Linked DNA regions of Sus scrofa: region 1 is linked to region 2. Evidence: chromatin contacts called from public Hi-C data. All regions are on one chromosome and are shown on one strand. Each heading gives the region's core, a stretch centred on a gene start, on an enhancer-like site or on the middle of the called end of the contact. The rest is flanking DNA. Distances are from core to core; before and after follow the strand shown.

The links. Hi-C and Micro-C count contacts between places; a contact is called where the count stands out from the background.
Region 1: a contact with region 2 is called in a Hi-C map of embryonic fibroblasts, with 2.5 times the contacts expected there. The contact joins the enhancer-like site here to the promoter of PRR14L in region 2. A contact is called at or near these places in 1 of 5 promoter capture datasets (liver), 11 of 47 Hi-C or Micro-C datasets (blood, brain, embryonic fibroblasts and 5 more) and 2 of 2 datasets of contacts at active chromatin or transcription factors (alveolar macrophages and skeletal muscle).

What each region holds. Positions count from the first base shown.
Region 1 is chr14:48,560,744-48,567,573 of Sscrofa11.1, forward strand. It overlaps a transcript of SLC5A1 not described here. Among named protein-coding and RNA genes, the nearest start is that of YWHAH, 20 kb to the left of the region's middle. Within about 2 kb of position 1,583, at least 12 of the 83 cell types and tissues checked have an H3K27ac peak or open chromatin away from gene starts, as enhancers often do. A contact at or near this core is called in embryonic fibroblasts, liver and retroperitoneal adipose tissue, where this site is marked.
Region 2 is chr14:48,413,194-48,420,299 of Sscrofa11.1, forward strand. It overlaps PRR14L (protein PRR14L), which reads right to left and starts at 5,047. Exons shown (of 8, transcript XM_021073914.1): 1 at 4,839-5,047.

The DNA of each region.
Region 1 (6,830 bases), core at 333-2,832, 140 kb after region 2:
CCAAAGCATCACCAACTGATTTCTTGTTTTGTTTTGTTTTTAGGCCCTACCTACGACATACAGAAGTTCCCAGGTTGGGGGTCGAATGGGAGCTGCAGCTGCCGGCCTACACCACAGCCATGGCAATGCCAGATCCTTAACCCACTAAACGTGGCCAGGGATTGAACCCTCATCCTTATGGATACTAGTCGGCTTCTTAAGCCACTGAACCATAACAGAAACTCCAAGCATCACTGATTGAAATCTCTTCCCTGTTGCAAGACATGTTTCCTTGAAAACTCCATCTTGTCCTTCTTTACTTTATCCCATCTTCCTTCTTGGAAAAACAGTCACAGTGCTGGTAAATGACTTAAGCTTAAGAGCAAAGACCTAAAGGCATAAGTGACTTAAGCTTAAGAACTGTTATGTGCCTAGAGGTCAGAGTAAGAGCTTAACCCTTTACCACCTAAGTGGCTTTTTAAATAGTAAAAGAACTTATATAATAGTAAACCCTGTATGATCCACCCATAGCCACTCCTCACTTGATCTCACAATAAAAGCAGTGTGGTTTCTTGAGGCAGGGCTCTTGGTCCCTGAGATCTGGAGTTCCCGGCGCTCTTGGTCCCTGAGACCTTGAGTCCCGCGCTCTTGGTCCCTGAGACCTTGAGTCCCTGGCTCCCACCTTTACTTAAGATAAATGTCTCTGTGTCTTGTTTTATGTTAACTATTTTTCCCTAAGTTCCACAGCACCCGTTCTTCAGCCCCATCCTGCTGAGCTGGCCCCGGCACTCCCCAGCTGGACCCAACTCATTCAGCCTCTCTCTCACTTTGGCTCAGGTCATTACTCTTTCTTCTGGAATGGTTTTCTGCTCTGGGCCTATTCAAGTTCTATCTAGGAAACCCTACCTTCCTGCCAGCTGCTGTGAGCCCCTCTCTGGGCTCCTGTACTGTTGGTCTAAACCACATGATGACATTTATCTCCCATCTTCAGTCAACAAACAAGTTGAGCTCCTACTGTGTGGCATGCTCTGTGCAGGGTGCTGGGAGTGGACACCTTGGTGAGTTACCTGTCTGGGGGGGCTAACACCAATGGGGGATACAATAAAAATACAGAACAATACAGTAACTTTGAAAATGTTATTCAGGTTCTTCTCAGGGCCCAGCCCACAATAAGAATTTACTGAATTCATGAATAAATGACTGCTCTCAGGCCAGAATTTTGAAAAAAGAAATGACCGAAAGGAATCCTTCATTTCCACATCCAAACCCACGAATGAGCCACAGAAGAAATCATGGTCATGAGGCCTTGGGGTTGGTTTTAACATCACCCGTAAACTGGCAGTGTGACTTTGAGCATGTCCTGACCTCTCAGCAGCCTCTAAAAACAAGGCAGATGCTTGGGGTTATCTCTGGGGGACTTTCCATTTCAGAGATTCTGTGGTTCTGTGTTATTTTCGACTGCTCTGGGATGGCTCCCATCCTCTTCCTGGCCTTCTTCCTGCTCTCCCCCCTCCCTTTTCCTTCCGCCCTTCACATTTGTCCCTTCTGCATCCGCCCTCCACCCCCTTCACTTTCCTGACCACCCCCTAGTTCCAGCAAGAGGGTTTCCATGGTAATCATCTCCTGGAAGTGACATCACTCATCTCCTAGGCAACTGTTTCTAGGGCAGTGACATCATTTGATCACCATGGCAATGCTCCAGGAGGACAGTTCTGCAGTAAAATGGGCAAATAGAATTCTTAGGTATTTCTGGGGCCTTGAGGGCAGTATAGGGAGAATATTAGAAAAAGGTCTCAAGAACAAGAGGAAAAAGCTTTGGGCTTGTAAGGGAAAAGTGGGAAACCAACTTGGAGCAGTAATGAACAGATGTTCTGGGGTGAACCCCTTCTTTCCGATAACTAGGCTGACCATTTAATATGTCACCAAATTGGGACACTTGAGAGTGAATGAAGGCATCCCTATTACTATTCCAGATGACAAGTGAAAACTGGGCCTCCCTAAGCAAACCAGGGCATGCGGTCCCCACCCACAGCCAGGCAGGTGCTGAACCTCACTCCTTCTCCTGTGGCTCATCCCATAAGCATGGACTCTGCTCTTCCATGTGCAGGCACCAGAGATGCCACAGTGACAGAACTAGCTCAGGTCCTGGCCTAATGGAGCTCACAGTCAAATGTGTACGTGTGTGTGTGCTTGTGGTGGGATTGAGGTAATCCCTCAATCATCTGATGACTGCTGTGGTGCAGTCCGAGTGCAGGGTTCAGAAGGGAAGGCACAGAGAGCCAGGGGTGTGTTTAACCAAAGTACCCGAAGCAGCCTGGGCAGGAGGGTGTTAGTAGGGGGTGGTGGTGTAGTGTGGGGAGAAGTCTGGTTGGCAGAGGGAATAGCATCTGCAAAGGGAGTATGCAGAACACCGGGAAACCAGGAACTGAAGGGAGGCTGGTGGCCAGTTGCAGAGCAGGAGGGAGACTGTGGGAAATGAGCATGGAGAGGTGGTGGGGACCAGGCCTCCCCTGGCCTCAGAGGCCAGAGCACTGGGCAGCCCCATGGAAGTGTTTATAGCAATGGGAGACATGATCCTGTTTGCATCTTAACCACCCCTTCAGGCTGCTATGTGGGGCAGAGTGGAGAGCAGTCTGCCCAGGAGGGATATTTGGGGCAGGGAGCTGGGTTTGGGTTGTGACTGTGAGATGGATGATGAGTCCATATATGTGCATATATTTGGGAGGCAGAGCTGGCAGGATTTGCTGGAGGACTAGACACGGGGTGAAGGTCAGGAAGGGTGACACCTGGGATGGCTTGGGGGCCTTGGGATGGGGAGTGATGTCTCTGCAGGGCTGGGATTAAGGTAAGCCAGAGAAGAGCCCAGGGTGGGACAATTCAGGAGGTGCCCAGGCAGGGGCCGGGGCAGCCTTTAAAATGAGCGGCTCCTTTATGCTGCGTCCTGGGAGAAGCAGGCTTCAGTATGGTTTGGTTTTAGGGGGTGGGAGGCCATGTCTGCTGAGCAGTAAATGACCATCTCTGTCTATGACATGGGCCTTCACTTTCACCAACCATGTAACCAAAGTGGGGAGAACAGGCTGCAGGCCTGAGGCCTATGCCAGCGCTGCTTCACTGTCCCCACAGGGCCCTGTGTGGGAGTTCCTCACTGGCCCATCTCACAGATGGGGAAACTGAGGCTCCGATAGGTTCCAGAACTTGCTGAAGGCCTCACTGTCACAAGTGGCTACACAAGGCCTCAGACTCAGGCGGGCTGACTTGAGCCCATCCCCTTCCCCCCAGACCATGTTCCACAGCCTCTCCAGTTTCCTGGTGGAAGAAGGAGGGAAGGAAATGAAGTAAAGTGCCTTCAGGCTGGCCACACCCTTCATCTTCACCACTGCTACCTGTGCTGAAGCGAGAACAGAGGGTCTGTGAAGGAATGAGATCCCTCGGCTCCACAGTGTCTCACCATTGAGGCCCCGTTCTTTTCACCACACGTGTTCTCAGATGAACTTGTGGGTCCCACCTGGGGCTGTTCTTCCCAGGAAGAAGAAGCTCTGTGCCTCAGCATCCCCCTCTGTAAGGTGGGGATAATGACAGTAGGAATTCCTGCCCCATGGGTTTGTGCTGAGGCTGAATGAAGTCAGTAAAGCGCTCGGCACGGCGCTTCAGTGTAGACTGGGGTTGAGGGATGTTAGTGGCTGCTGGGATTAGGGCAGGAGGGCAGAAGTGTAGGTGTCTGCGTGACACACGGCTCGTGGGATGGAGGCAGGAGAGGCAGGGGCAGGGACACGAGGACCGGCTGGTGTCTGAGGGAGAAGCCTCCTTCTCACCAGCTGGCTCCTGGGGAGATAGCATGGTTTGTACCCCTCCTTCCAATCCTGTGCCTGCTGCAGGGGGAGGAGGATCAGCCTGGCCTCCCTTGGGAAAAGAGGATTACAGAAAAAGTAGGTCATATCCATGAGGTTGCAGCCTGGGGGCAGGGGTGGTGAAAAGGAGTAAGAGGCCTGCACTGGGGCCCTCCTACCTCCATCCACCTCTTAGCCTGACCTCCAGCACTGCCACTAAACAGCCATGGTTTTGTTTTAGCCTCCAAACTCCCTAAAGGACCCTAAAGGCACAGGCTATCCTGAGACTAAAAAGGAGTGTGTGAACATGAGGATTGGGCCCTGTGATCCCAACACACACCCACCCACCCACATACACACCTTGTTTCCTCTGTGTATTAGTAAGGGTTTAACCAGAGAAATGGTATCAGTAGGAACTGATTTACTGCAAAGAGTTGATTTATGCTAGTGTGGGGCTGGTTAGGCAAGTCTGAAACCACTAGGTGCAGGATGGAACTCCTGCCAAGAGCAGGAGGTGCTGTTCACAGGCAGAATTTCTTCTTCCTCAAGGGAAGCCTTAGCTCTGTTCTTAAGGCCTTCCCTCTGATTAAATCAGACCCATCCAGATTATCTAGGATAATCTCCCTTGAAGTCAATTGATTTAATTGCATCTACAAAATGTAATTTAATTGCATCTACACAATATCTTCATCACAACATCTAGGTTAGTGTTTGATTGCATAACTGGGACTGTAACCTAGCCAAGTGGACATATTAAAAAAGACCATCACACTTCGACAGCTGCTAGACATGGTCCTGGAGGCCTGCGGGATGCTGCTGTGCAAATTTGTGAGTATTTACTGAGCACTTACCGTGTGTCAGGCACTGTGCCAAGTGATTTCCCTATAGTGTATCAGTTAATCCTCAAAACGTTCTGTGAAACAGGTGCCCTTCTCATCCCTAATGCTACAGGTAAAGAAACAGCCTCAGAGAGATGAGATGACCCCTTCGGTCACAAGGTTGGGATGACAGGTCTCTGGACCCTCCCTGTTAGCCTGTCCCTCTGCTTTGTCTCTTGTCCTGGGGCAGAAGTCAGAGTTCAAAATCGCTGAGGGCTGTGAGCACGATCCTGCCGCTCTAGACTTCAGTTCTCTGTGAAGTGGGTCTATTCTTCCAGGCCTTTCCGGAATTAGGGAAGAAGGGACGGACCGTTCTGGGATACTTTCTCCGGCCTTTGCTGCCACCTAGGGTTCACCAGTGTCCGCCACGCTCGGGGCAGGGCCTCCGTAAGGCAGGTGAGTTTGCAGGCAAGCTGGGCAGGTTCCAGCGGGATGAGGAGAGGGAGCATGTGGGGGAGAGGAACGATTCTGGGTCCAGTAACAGAGCAGGCCTTGTTCCACCTGCTCACTCAGGTCACCCAGGCTGTTTGTTGAAGAGTCTTCCAGGATTTCTGCGGTCCGAGGGTGTTGAGGTTTCCAGCCCGCGGAGCTCAGCGCGGGCCTGGCCCCGAAGGGTCCCGCAGTCCCCCGCCGCAACCGGGAGGCCCAGGCTGCCTGTGGACTAAGGAAGCCGGGAACGTCTCCCAGTCAGGTCACTTGACAGGTCTGAAGCGCGGCTGAGGGGCCCGCAACCCCCGCCTGGGGAGGGGAAGGCCCAGGGAACAAACGAAGACCGAAGCGAAGACCGAAGTGAAGTCCAGCACCTGGAAGGTTCCGCCCCTCCACGCTCCACCTGTAGCCCCGCCTCTCGCCACAGACCGCGCCCCAAACATACACGCCCTCATCTCAGCCCCGCCCTCCGCCCGGCCCCTCTTCTTGCCCCCGCCCACAACTGCCCCTTACCCCGCCCCCACCCCGCCCCTCCATTCCAGGCGCAGCCACCAGGCGGAGAGCGCGCAGCTTAAGGGCTGCAGTCCCGTCTCTGAAAGAAGTCATGGCCGCCAAGCTCAGCGCGTTTTGGTTTAGGAACCCGCCCGTGGTGGGTGAGTTGGCGTTAAGTGAGTGGGAGGCGGGGCGCCGAGGCTGAGAGGCCGCGGCAACACCCGCAGCCGCCAACCTGACATTTAATCTAGTCAGCCCTCCAGTCAGTCAGGTCAGTCCCGTGGGCCAGTCCAGTAAGCCTGTCAACCTTGTCAGCCGGCCGGTCCGCAGGTCGGCCAGGTCACACGTCAGTTGGTCCCGCAGTTTCTCCACCTCGAGGCCCTGCCGCCCTGTCGAGGAGGGTCTGTGGGGACGGGGAGGAAGCAGGTGCCCAGGCCTGAGTCTCCCTAGGGGTCGTCGGCCCCTTGGGGAGGGGAGGCGGCAGAGGCGGGACCCTGGCGGGCGGGGCGGAGGGGCGGTCCTGGGTGGTCCGGCCGGGGCCTCGCGGTCCCCGCGTCTTCTTGGACGTGGGTGGGAGTGCGGGGCCCCGGGGTGAGCCGGCGGCTTCCCCAAGGCGGCGGCCGACCTGCGCCCAGGGGAGACCCGGCATTCTTCCGCCCCTCCCCGGCTTGGGTGACGGGAGAGCGGCACCCGCGGCTGGACATTGCGGGGAAGGAGAATCGTCCCCGGGACGCGGTGGCGCTTCGACCGGCCACGGCTGGGATGGGTCGGGCCTGCGGCCTAGAGCTGGTGGCTGAGGTTCGGTCCGGAGGGCGGGGTCTCCAGAACGGAACCGCCCTCCGGGCGCCGCGTGGCTTCTGGGGACTGGGCGGGGAGGGGCTCTGCCGCCCAGGGGAGGGAGGGGCCAAGCCTCGGCCCTACGGGGAAGGCGTTCCCCCACTTCTGCCCCGCCCCTCCCCTCCCCTTCCTTCGAGGCTGGGGATCCAGCTCTGTCCAACTGGGTGGGTGGTCCTCCTGGAACCTGAGGAGAGCAGGGCGGGAGGGCGGGGGGGGGGGGTGGGTGGTGCCCCGCGGGATACAGCAAGTGGGGCTGGAAGGTGCCAGGAGGCACTTGTGTGTCGTCCACCGCGTGCCGGGCTGTGCGCTAGGTGGTGAGCGACAGGAGCGGACGGTACAGATGTTGCCCTGTTTGTGGAGTGCAAAGTAGAGAGTGACGGTAAGAGGC
Region 2 (7,106 bases), core at 3,797-6,296:
TGATGAATCAATCACGCAAATGTGGTCTGTCCACACAATGGAGTATTACTTAACCATGAAAAGAAATAAGGTGCAGCTTTATGATGCAATGCGGATGCAGCCCCAAAACGTTATATAAGTAAAAGAGGCCAGTCACAGAAGACCACATATTAGAAAATCTCATTTACCTGAAATGTCCAAGGTAGGCAAATCTAGAGTCAGTGAGTGGCTTAGCGGTCTCTTACTGCTGGGTGAGTTAGAGAAACAGGGAGTGGCTGCTGACAGAATTTCTTTTAGGGGCGATAAAAATGTTCTAAAATTGATGCGGTGATGGCTATGCAACCCTGTGACTATGCCAAACACTGCTGAATTGTACAATTTAAGTTGGTGAACTGTAATATAAAGCTGATTTTAAAAAAGAAAGAAACCAGTCCCTAGTCCCAACCTTGTTTCAGTTGTGACCTATGTTTCACTCACAAGGATGGCACCCCTCCAAACTTAACGTGCCTAAAATAGAACCCATTCAACCCAGCAAATAAGTGATTTACTGCTATACACAAACAGCTATGAGAGACAAGGATGAGTAAGATGCACTCAATAAACTTACATGCTTATTTTTCACCCCACTGCCTCTTAGAAATGGCACCCCCATCACCCCAGAGCTCAGGCTTGAATTCTCAAAGGTAACTGTATCTGACTGTCCACAAGTCACTCAACTAACACACCCATGGACCCAATGCCAGCCATGTCTCTAGCAAACCTCACTCCCTTCCATCTCCATGGTCCTAACTCAAGATTTTTTTGAAATGTAGGATCATGCACAAAGACACCCTTACTAAACAGATCTTTATCACGAAGAGGCAATACCGGAGTTCCTGTCGTGGCGCAGTGGTTAATGAATCCGACTAGGAACGATGAGGTTGCAGGTTCGATCCCTGGCCTTGGCTCAGTGGGTTAAGTATCCAGCGTTGCCATGAGCTGTGGTGTAGGTTGCAGACATGGCTCGATTCCCGAGTTGCTGTGGCTCTGGCATAGGCCGGCGGCTACAGCTCCGATTAGAACCCTAGCCTGGGAACCTCAATATGCCGTGGGAGCGGCCCTAGAAAAGGCAAAAAGACAAAAAAAATTTAAAAATTAAAAAAAAAAACCAAAGAGGCAATACTGATAATCACAAAAAACAGCTCAAAATTTTCCTCAGGGAAAACAGTGCTGCTACCTTTCCTATGCCTCCATCTATGCTGTAAATTGGCATTGACCAAAATGGAATTGTCACCAAAAGCTTTGGCCACCAAAAGATAACACTCCCAATTTACAAAAGCCTATCACCAGAAAGCCACCATATCTTGAAAATTTTATTTGGCAGAGACATAATTCCAACTTTTCAACATGTGAAAACAACTGGGCACACTGTCTCCTTTTCCTCCCAACCCAATTCTGGGTGCTTAACTTTCTCAGCAGTATGTGCAGTTGAGTCACCAAGAACAGCCAAGTGCCTCAGCTGGAACCCTTAGAGATGAAGTAATATTTAGATGCAGGCCTGGAGTAGCAGTTTGCAATTATTCTCAGCTCACTAGCTCGAATCATAAACTCTCCACTCCATTTTCACCATGGAGATACAAGTAATGCCAGAAGACCTCAGAAACAGGATAGAGTTTTACCATTCGAGTTCTTTAAAACTAAATTTCTGAGGCATCCCCACCGCGGAAGAGAAGGTTAAGAAGCTGACTACAGCGGCTTGGGTTGCTGAGGAAGTGTGGGTTTGATCCCTGGCCCAGTGCAGTGGGTTAAAGGATACGGCATTGCTGCAGCTGTGACTCAGATTTAATCCCTGCCCAGGAACGTCCATATGTGGCAGGTGCAGCCATTAAAAAAACAAAAAGAAAAATTAAATTTCTGAACATAACAGAGCAATTTTAAATGATTTAAAAAACTGAAGTTTTTATATTAAAATGTTAAACATGAAGTAAGAGGGAAAAGTGAGTAACACGTGCTTATAAAATGTAGACAGGGATTTATGGCTTAATCCTTACTAATGATCTACTGGATGAGGATACCAGATAATTACCTAGTTTGAGGTATAAGCAAAAAACAACCCATAGATTCACAAGCTCTTCCCAGCTGTTACTGGCTTGTTATCTCTTCCATTGACACAAATATGAACTAGATTGTGTAGGGGATGGATATGTCCCTGGGGGGGGGAAGGCTAACATTTATAGAGAGTATGCAGTGCAATTATTCCAATAAAAGAAAAATTCCTTTTGAATTGAGAACAATCACCTCCCAATCTTCTATTTCAGGTGCAGAATCCGTGCTGGGAGACCAGGGTCCCTATCCTGCTTCTCAATAGCGTCACAGCCTTGCAAGTGTCATTGAACTTTCTTGGGCTTGTTTTTCACATGTAAAACAGATAAATTAAACAAAATAATCTCAAAGCATCCTGCTACCCATAAAAATCCCCAGAGTCTAAATAACTTTCCTACTTCACTTTGTTTCAGCAAAACACACCTACTAACACCAACAGCAGCACAGAGCTCAGACTAATCCCCACCGCAAGTACTCAGGGGCAAATGAGGTAATTTAAGAACACTTTAAATACGAAAAGGATAGAAAGCTATTCTTTAGTGTGTCTTGGGGCAATTTGGAAGTGTTAATTCCTATCCCAGTGAATAACAAAAGCCAAGAGGAGGGTGGGGGAAACTACCAGTGAAAGATTAACATTGCAGCTTTCAGCCTCATTATAATACATTTTCTAATACTAAAAACCTGACAAAGGGGCAACTTCTACTTTAGTCAATTTAACACTCCCCAAGACTCTGAACCCCCCAAGTTCTGAGAGTACAAAGTTTACAGCAGTAAGCAAAAAAAGAAAAAAAAATCAAAGAAATCAGCAGAACAAAAAACCATATGCCTCAATAATCCCAAGTGTGGAGGTCTCCCTTCCCTTTAATTCCAAAGCTAAGGGGCTGCTCTTAATGAAAGGCAGCATAACAACACCAGGCACTGCCCCACTTGTGTCAAGGGACAATACTCACAATAATGGTCAGGCCTTCAGAAGTTCACACTCCTTTCACCTTGAGAAAGGGGCTTTCTTTTGCAAAGATTCGGACACTGTAGCCAATCCCTCCCTGAGGGAATTCGGAGAAGGGGGCCTCTTCTTGAGCAGAGAAAGAAGACTCTTTTAACAAGATTTCTAGACAAACTGAAAGTGGGGCAGGGACATCGGTATCCTACACAGGGCCCAGCTCTCCCACACGGAGTCCACAGGAAATCTCGACAACACTAAGCACTGCTTCCCTGTTCTTCCCTTTATTAGCATGCAGGGAAAGGATCCCTCTGTCTCCACATGGGGAGTGAAACAGTGAAAATGCTCCTGACTTCTACTGACAAAGACTGCATAAAAGATTTTCATTCCTTTTTCAAAAGAAGGGGAGAAAAGAAACCATCTGTGCCACTCTAAATATACAGCAGGAAAGAGTCCTCCCCTCAAAGGTATAGAGTCTTATTTTTCCTGGGAAAGCAAGAGAAAGTAGTTGGAAGATGAGTCTTTGGAAGAGGGGGCCGTGCAGATGAGATAGAAGGAAGCTATTTTGTTGCTAGAACAAGTAGGGAGACAGAGAGGGCATCTCCGACCAGTAGCGAAGAATGGTAGTTTCTGTGGACAAAGGAAAGGCTGGCTTCTGGTAACAGATCTCCCTCTAGGAGTACAGACCTGCTTCCAAAAACATTCTCCTCTCCCCACCGCCACCGCCATTATTCTAATTGAGACCTTCTTTGTTAATTTGGGAAATAAGGTAGGTAAGAGAGAAGGAGTGCCTCTTTCTCTGCCCCAGGTGAAAAGCCTTCTCTCTTGAGAGAAAGTGATGGCGGGGGGCGAGGGGAGGGGAATAGAAGGAGCCTGCATGGAAAAATGTTTCTCTGTGGAAGATACTAGTTACCTTTTTTAAAAAACAAATAAGTAACAGTAATAGCAACAATGTGCCAAAAAGTTACAACGTACTAAGCACACTCACACAAAATTTCCTTTAGCCATTAGGACAATTCTCGGAAAAGAGTACCCAAATTAGAGATGGGGTGACTGAGAAAAGGTGAAGCAATTAGTCAAGGTCACAAAGATGGGAACTGGGAGACACAGGCTGGCATCCATCACACTCCAAACGCAGGGCTCTTCATTGTGCAAGGGAAGAGAGCTCAAGACACACCAAGAGACTCGGGAGCAGAGAAGCGAGGCTCCCTCTGTGGATGGGACTGGGGGAGGGGAGAAAGGCTGACTTCCACCACCACAAAGTAAATTCAGGGTCGTCTTCTCTGTATCTCGGGGTAAAGGCGAAAAATAAGGAGGAAAGGTAGGTCACCCTCTTACAGGGGGTAAAAAAAAAAACCTTCTGTCACTTTTAGGCAAGTTGAGTCTCCTCACCTGGGAGTCGCTGACCAAAAGAGAGATCCCCACCCCACCCCCCTAAAATAAGTTAGGAATCGCCCTCTCGCACACGGGAGCGGATCCCCCTTTGCTGACAAGCGCACTGGAGCAGGAGAAGCACGTTTGCCCACGACAAGGGGCGTCGCCCTCCCGGAGGAGAGAAGTTGGGGGGTCCCTCGCCATATCGAGGTCGAACAGGAGTCTCTCATTCCCCGCGGAGCCATGACTCAGAGAAGCCGTTTTCCTCTCGCAACGCGGGGCCCGGTCTCCTCCCTCTCCCCGGGTCGCTCCGCGTCCTCAGCACAGCTGCGTTCCCTTCAGCGCCCTGAGAAGGCGGGGGGCCCGGGCTCCCTTCAGCCTGCACCGCCCGGCGGAGGGTCGACTCAAGCTGGAGTGGGGCGGGGCGGATATGCCCGAAGCCTTCGCTTCCCCAGCTTCTTACCCTGAGGCCTGCTCCGCGGCCCGCGCTCGCCCCGCCAGCCCAGCCTCTGCAGCCGCAGCCCCGACGCCTCCAAGTCTAACTGAGCCTGCGGAGCCCCGCGAGCCCGGAGGCGCTCCGGCCGCCGCCGCCTCTTCGTCTCTATGGTCCCCCCGCACTTCCTCATCCGGGCCCGGGCCAGCCATGCGGGCTCGCCCAAGTCCCGCCTTCGCACCGCGCGCGCGCGGGCGCGCACTCCTAAGGACGGCTCTTCCTGCGTGGGACCTCCCTCCCTCTGTTAGCTTGTGCCGCCCTCTGCCCCGCCCCTGAGGCCTGGACTGTTAAAGGGAAACACACCTTTTAACTCTGCTCCTGCTGAGCTCAGGGTCAGCGTCTGATTCCACTGTTACCGCCGTGATCCAGTCCCTTTTTCCGGCCCGAATGACTGCAACTCCAGGGCCCTCCCGGCTTCTCCCTTGGCATCCCAAGAGATCATTTTATACTTGGAATCAGTGTTTCAGATCATGCCATTCCCCTACTCCATCTCCTTTAGAGCGTCTTGTTTCGATTTCTTCATAGCTTTAACACAAGCTGAAGCTGCCAGTTCATCTATTTATTGACTCTATTATCTGTCCCTCGCGCCTTAGTTTTGTTCATCAACCTATGCTCAGCACCTAATGCAGTGTCTTGCACAAGCAGACACTCAACAGATATTTGAAGGAAGGAAAAGACTGTTTATTCAAGAGGAAATTGAAAACGTCCAGAGCATACAATTAACTCGCCCCAAGACACAGAACCTTTTGTTAAGCAGAAATCAGTTGCTTCTTGGAGTTATTAACCTGTCTGATTAGAGAGCTAGAGGTTTGCAAGAGGCAATAATTCTACCCCCCCCTTTTTTTTTGCGTTTTAGGGCCACAGCCTTGGCATATGGGGGTTCCCAGGCTAGGGGTCGAATCGGAACTACAGCTGCCTGGCCTATACCACAGCCTCAGCAACGCAGTATCCGAGCCGCTTCATCAGCCCACACTACAGCTCATGGCAACGCCAGATGCTTAACCCATTAGGCAAGGCCAGGGATCGAACCCTCAACCTTATGGTTCCTAGTCGGATTCGTTTCCACTGCACTATGACGGGAACTCCAATCCTCTCTTCTCTGGTCAAAGTGTCTTTGAACCAGTCAACACTTGTATCATTTTATCTGCCATAGTGGCTTTCCAAGCTTTAGTTAGGGCTTGGGGACATACAAAACCAAGTGCCAACGGTATTGTTTACAGGCTGAATCCATATTTCCAGAATATAGGCTACTATAGATGCTGTTAGGATGAACTAACTAGAAGTTCACTTTAAAATATTTCTACGTTTACAGTATCCAAGTCCTCAAGTTCTTTCTCAGGCAACTACATGCCTACAAAAGAGGACCTGATGGAGTTCCCATCGTTGCTCAGCAGAAACAATTCTGACTAGTATCCATGAGGATACAGCTTCCATCCCTGGCCTCACTCAGCGGGTTAAGCATCTGGCATTGCCATGAGCTGTGGTATAGGTCAAAGACATGGCTCAGATCTGGTGCCGCTGTGGCATAGGCCAACGACTCCAGCTCCCATTCAACCCCTAGCCTGGGAACCTCCATATGTTGAGGGTGCATCCCTGAAAAAGACAAAAAAAAAAAAAAAGAGGATCAGAGAAACCCATTATTACTGGTTTGTCTTTTGCCTTAGGCTCTAATATGGCTGCACAGCACCATTACTGATCTTGTCTTTATTTTAAAAAACGTGGATTTTTGTATTAATTCTTATTTTTTAATCAAATTATTGTTTATCTTGCTGAGTTTTCTGGCATCCCATTAACTTTTTGTGCCTTTAGTAAGGCAAGTGCCTTCATTAGCCTCACCTACCTCACCATAGCCTCAGCCTTGTTTCTAGCTCTGTATTAAGCACAAAGGGATCCCAAAGAAGCACCATCTATATCATTCAATGCTTTAAAAGTTGGGGAGAGCCAGTTCCCTGATAAAATCCATGCTTTTGGTTATATTTATATGGCGCTCTAATTTTTTGTTTTTAATTTCAAAGATCTAATGTAACATGTCCTTCACCTCATTTGGCCCTCAAATACCTTGGGGAGGATGAAAACAACCACTTTGTATTCCGACCTGAGAGGGGAGAAATTTAAGGAAAAAAGAAATATCTTGTGCAAAGCCACGCAGCTAAAAACAAATAATCCCATAAGTTATTGCAGAATAAAGGCCACTGGATCCCTAGTCTGGGTAGCTATCCCTTCCAGCCATCACTAACT